Regions from separate parts of the Ovis aries genome. Here region 2 is linked to region 1. Evidence: chromatin contacts called from public Hi-C data. All regions are on one chromosome and are shown on one strand. Each heading gives the region's core, a stretch centred on a gene start, on an enhancer-like site or on the middle of the called end of the contact. The rest is flanking DNA. Distances are from core to core; before and after follow the strand shown. Region 1 holds the start of TMEM163 (transmembrane protein 163). Region 2 overlaps TMEM163 (transmembrane protein 163).

What was found. Hi-C and Micro-C count contacts between places; a contact is called where the count stands out from the background.
Region 2: a contact with region 1 is called in a Hi-C map of hypothalamus, with 8 times the contacts expected there. The contact joins the enhancer-like site here to the promoter of TMEM163 in region 1. A contact is called at or near these places in 9 of 16 Hi-C or Micro-C datasets (blood, hypothalamus, liver and 3 more).

The regions. Positions count from the first base shown.
Region 1 is chr2:175,999,284-176,001,983 of ARS-UI_Ramb_v3.0, forward strand. It overlaps TMEM163 (transmembrane protein 163), which reads left to right and starts at 1,261. Exons shown (of 8, transcript XM_027965021.3): 1 at 1,261-1,694. The coding sequence starts at 1,499.
Region 2 is chr2:176,269,566-176,272,265 of ARS-UI_Ramb_v3.0, forward strand. The region is part of intron 6 of TMEM163 (transmembrane protein 163); the gene reads left to right. Among named protein-coding and RNA genes, the nearest start is that of TMEM163, 270 kb to the left of the region's middle. Within about 2 kb of position 1,351, at least 6 of the 54 cell types and tissues checked have an H3K27ac peak or open chromatin away from gene starts, as enhancers often do. A contact at or near this core is called in hypothalamus, where this site is marked.

The sequences.
Region 1 (2,700 bases), core at 11-2,510:
ATCATAGCGTTTTTCTTTTCCCCCCTCCATTTCCCCCTTTCCTAGCAAGAAGGGGCCTTTGAAATGCCTTTGTCCACCTCTTAAAGTTTGTAGTTATTGTTTAAAAAAGGTAAAGTAAATTGGCCAAGGTCAACTCAGATATTCTCAACCCATCCCAACGGCAGCAACAAAATGAGACCCTCTTCCCAGTGCTAGTGATATTTCCACTGCACGACAAAGGTATTTTAATCCCACTCGGATTTCCATCGCAGGCAAACCGAGAATGAGAAACTGGTTACTCTTCAAAAAACAGGGTGCCCTCCCCAACAGTAGGCAGGCTTTAAATAAGGAATTGGCATTTTAGAAGACTCATTAAATCTTAAGACTGATATACATAGGAAGAGGAAATCTATCTTTGTGAATCTGGATACGGATATTATATTCAAGCCGAATCTGAATAATGGCCGGTCCCCTTTGGCGCCTCTCCGGGTTACACCACAGGGCGTGGGTCCCAGGGTGCACCCACCTCGTTGGTTCCCTGCGGAGACGAGCCGGACCGCTCGCCAGGGGTCGAGCTCCGCGCGGTTAGAGGGAACAGCTGGCCGCGCCAAGGAAGCCAGCGGAGGGCTTCCAGTAGGAGGGAGGCTTCGATCTGAAGCCTAAAGTATCAGCAAGACTTGGCTACTCAGAGAGGAAATAGCTGGTGGCGGACAGGCTGGATCCACGGTCCAAGGGCAGTCTCAGTGGTAGTGCTGGTGGTGGTGGGGCGCGGTTAGGGTCCAAACTTCTATAGAACGCCCTGTGGTCCTAAGACACCCGGTCTCTTTAAGTTGGTGTGGAGGGTAATCGACGCCCTTAGAAGAAGACCCAACACCGGTGGGGGTGGAGGCAGGTGAACCTCGTTCTCCTGAGATGGGCGATGAGGATGGCAGCCCAGGCAGGAGACCCTGCTTAGTCTGCGAAGCCCGTGCAGCGCCAGAGAAGGGTGCCACATTAGGGCGCTGACCGCTTTCCTAACCAAGCGCGGGCGCAGCCTTCTCGGACAGTAAAGGAAGCGGGTCCGAGGCGATCTCCTCTGCTCACCATCCCGCGGCACGAGTGGGGCGGGTCTCCCATCACACCCTCAGCAGGCCCTGCCCGGGTTTCTGCCCGGCTTTCCCGGTAGCCCAGCCCACACCCCCGAGCCTCCGGGCTTCAGGCCTGGCCGGATCCCTCCCTCCCCACCGGCCTCGGGGCGCGGGCTCCGGCGCCGGGGCCTCGGGGCGGGTCCCTGCCGCACGCACCTGCCCCCGGGGGCGGAGCGCGGCAGCTGCTGCTGGGCCCGAGTCTCTGCCACCGGCCACGCGAGCCGCGCGGCTCCCGCACACCCCCCCCGCCCCCTGCCGCCGCCGCACCTCCACTCCGCGGCGCCCGCGCGGTCGGTCCGTCCCTCCGCCCGCTCCCAGCCGCGGCGCCTCGCACTTCTAACTCGAGTCCCCGCCGCGCTCGTCGTCGCCGCCCGGACCCGCCGCCGCGCGCCATGGAGACGGCCGCGGGCAGCGAGCGCCGCAGCACCCCGGGTCCCGCAGTCCCGCCGCCGCCCAGGGGCCACGCGCCCTCGGCCGCCGCCTCCGGCCCGCTGAGCTCCCCGGCGCGCGAGCCGCCGCAGCCCGAGGAGGAGCGGCAGCTGCGCATCAGCGAGAGCGGCCAGTTCAGCGACGGGCTGGAGGACCGAGGTGAGCGCGCGCCGCCCCGGGCCCCTTCCCCTGGCCCGGCCCCTTTCCCCGGCCGGGCGGGCGCGATGAGGAGCCGCTGCTCGGGGCCCGCCTTTCCGCTGGCGGGTGGGGCCGGGCTCGGCGCCTCGGAGCGCGCTGGGGCGCGGAGCTCCGACTTCCCGCGAAAGCGTGCAGAGCTGAGGGCGGCAGCCCCACCTTCCGCGGCCGGCACCGCCCGAGTCGCGGCGCCTCCGCCGGAACCCGAGAACCCGACTGCCTCCTGGGAGACCCCGCCGGGGCCCGCACCCTCCTCTCGGCCAGCCTTGGCTCCTCCAGCGCCCACTGGAAAAGTTTCCCGCAGGCGTGTGTGTGTGATTTTTTTTACCCCCCTCCGCTTTCCGAGCCGAGCGCTCCCGGTTGACTGCGGGTCGCGCTCAGTTGGGAGGGTCCTGAGCTCAGAGCATGCTCCTTCCCAAACCCCATTCGGCTCCGTTGGTTAACCAGGGAGAACTAACTTATGCGGATTCAGCTTCGAGGGGCGACTGCCCCGGCGAAGGGGAGTCGGGTGACCTCCGACCCTCATTTACTAGAGACCCAGTTTATCGTGGGTCGCTGCCCCGCTGTCTGCCGATACAGAGGACTGGGACACTTGGATTTGGACCACTGATCCTGGATGGATGCCGCTGGAACCTGGTGGTTCTCGGAGCGCGCATCCCAGCCCCTTCAAAATCCCTGGATGCTGGCAAACGTCCCTATCCCAGGAGGCCAAGCCCGACCCTCCGACAGATAGCCGGTTACCCCTTTGAATTGCCCACATAAAACGCGAGAGACTGCCCTATTCATTCCTATGTCTATCTCCTCCTACATTTCTCTCTTTTCCCCTCCCTAGTTCCCTTTCAGCCCGCTTCTTGGCCACGTCTGCACCTTTTTTGTTTCTTGCAGAATCGAATCCAAGTCGGCCCCCTCAGAAAGACTCAATGGCTCTGCTAAAACCGGTTAGTGGCCGAAACGGGATTCTGACAGCCGG
Region 2 (2,700 bases), core at 101-2,600, 270 kb after region 1:
GTGAGGCAGCTGCTTCCCAAGCTGGAGTTATGTGTGAAATGGGTGGGGCCGTGTGTGTACTAGGCCAGGCTGACTCCACCAGATCCGGTGTCCCTGGGTCCTGTTCTTACAGTCAGGAAGCATATCTCCAGGGAAAGAGGGGCAGCAGGGTGCAGGTGGATTCCAGGCTTCCCCATGCTGTGCAGGAAATCGTGTCTAACTGGGTTTTCTTGCTTTGGGTATTTAGTGATGTGATAGCGTGCGATCATCGCTATCAGGACTAGGCTGAAGCTGGCTTTGTATTATTTAAGACAAAATGATTTTGTGCAGGAAGTTAATACTACAAATCAGACAGAGGAAGATTGTGGCAAGGTCCCTGGGGGGAGTTCTGAACCCTTGAGGGCCCAGGGTTCTGGCTCCAGAGCTGCCCGCAGGACAGCTGGAAGCCTCTCTGAGATGAGGGGCCTGGGCTGACTCTGCCCAGAGCCTGTGGTGGTTTTCAAGTACATGAATAACTGTGAATGAGAATTTTCTGCATAAAATCAATATGTGCTTAATTATATAGATGCTTATCTAGTCATTAAAGCCAGACTGTTAGAGCCTCTAATCAAGATCGCCTCAGACGTTCTTATGTCTTCCAAGGTGATGACAGCATTTACTTTCTGCAGCTGCTCTGGTGTGTGTTTTTTTTTTTTTAAATTTATTTATTTTAATTGTAGGCTAATTACTTTACAATATTGTAGTGGTTTTTGCCACACATTGACATGAGTCAGCCATGGGTGTACGTGTGTTCCCCATCCCTTGGGGTGATCCCAGTGCACCAGCCCTGAGCACCCTGTCTCATGCATTGAACCTGGACTGGCGATCTATTTCACATATGATAATGTACATGTTTTAATGCTATTCTCTCAAATCATCCCACCCTTGCCTTTTGACAGGGAACATGGGAACGAGCTTGTGGGCATGGGAGTTCGGGGTGGGGCCCCATAGGAGGTGAGGGCAGGGCCCCGGAGGTGAGGGACTGATGGGACCTTGTGGGCTGCTTTGGTAAACTGGGAGGTCTGTGGGTTGGGGCTGTGAGGTTAGGGTCCTTCATGAGGAATGGCTGTAACTGGGAAGGCTCTAGAATCCTGAAGGATGTGGAAGGGCAGATACAGAATTGTCCCCTGGTTCGGTGTGCTGGTTCCAGTGTTTCCGCCAGGCTCACAAGAGGTGCCGCTGAAATGAGCCGTAACCAAAGGTGGGTGGAGAAGGTCAGATGCTCCTGGAGGGGATGGGTGAACAAGGTCAAAGTTCCACCCGCTGTAGGGGCTGGTGGGTCCTCGCACTGTCCTGGGCTGGCTGAGCCTGGTGATTTGGTGGAGCGAGTGGACATCTAGTGGCCGTCTGGGGGAACCTCACTCTCTACACTTTCTGAGCTCCAGCGGGCTGGCTGAGGGCTCCAGGGCCACTGTGCCCACAATGAAGGTGGAGAAAGTGGGGTGTAGGATTCTAGTCTGCGAGGGCCGCAGCCATCTTCTTCCTGTCTCTGCCTTTCCCCGGCCACCCCTCAACACAGAACTCCCCCAACTTTGAGGTTGCTTGAGAGGTCAATTCCAGCCCAGGTAGCCCCTGCACAGAGTAACGGCTTCTGCGGATGCTCTGTGTGGCCCTCTGTGAGAAGATGTGGGCTCCAGAGACTTTTTTGATTCTGTGCGTGCTTGTGTGTTAAGTCGCTTCAGTCATGTCCGACTCTTTGTGACCCTGTGGACCGTAGCCCTCCAGGCTCCTTTGTCCGTGGAGTTCTCCAGGCAAGAATATTCGAGTGGGTTGCATGCCCTTCTCTGGGGGATCTTCCCGACCCAGGGATCAAACTTGTCTCCAGCATTTCCCACATTGGCAGGTGGGTTCTTTACCACTAGCGCCATCTAGGGTCTGATTCCATTTGTTATTAATAAAAAGAATAGGAGGAACCAAGGGACAGCCAGAGGCAAGGGGGTGAATGCCAGCCTCTTATGATGGGAGAGGGGAAACACTGACGATCTCCATGTGTCAGAAGACAGGAGGGAAATATGACCTTGCCGTTCTCAGAGTGGACCTGCTGTCCCCCTACTTGGGGAGACTGGAGGCAGGATGGAGGGTGTGATGTGCAGAGGCCGAAACCAGGGGCAGGGCAGAGAGGGAGGAAGCTCCAGGTGCCCTACATGCAAGGAGCTGGGAAAGACTCGGCCGGCACCCAGCTTCGCGTGAGGTGGCAGAAGGCTGGAGGGGCATCAGCTCCATGAGCTGCGTGGAGAACAGAGACAGAAGGGAAGCAGAGTCCACTTCCTCGTTATCTAGAGGTGAGCGAGTGTGGAGGAGCCCCAGAAACTCACACTACAGGGGCCTGGGCTGCAGCCTCGCCCCAGGCACCCTGAGAAGGGGCACCCAGGGAGTTACCTGCCCCTGGCCTCCACAGCGGGGAGGTGGAAGGTTGAGAGATCTGGCCTTGCGACTTGGTGTGGTGGGACACATCTCTGGTGAAGCTCATGCCAGCCCTGCCCTCCCGCTCCCCCCAGGACACCCAGAGGAAGCTCCTTGTCAGACTGGCTATCTACCAAGGAGGCCTCAGTGGGTGAGGGATGGGAGGCTCACAGTGGGCGGTGGACAGAGATCCCCGGGTACACAGAGAGGGGCAGGAGAGGCCCGCCTGGAACAGCCCTCACCAGCTGCAGGCACCCAGCAAGTCCTGGCCTCCTTTTC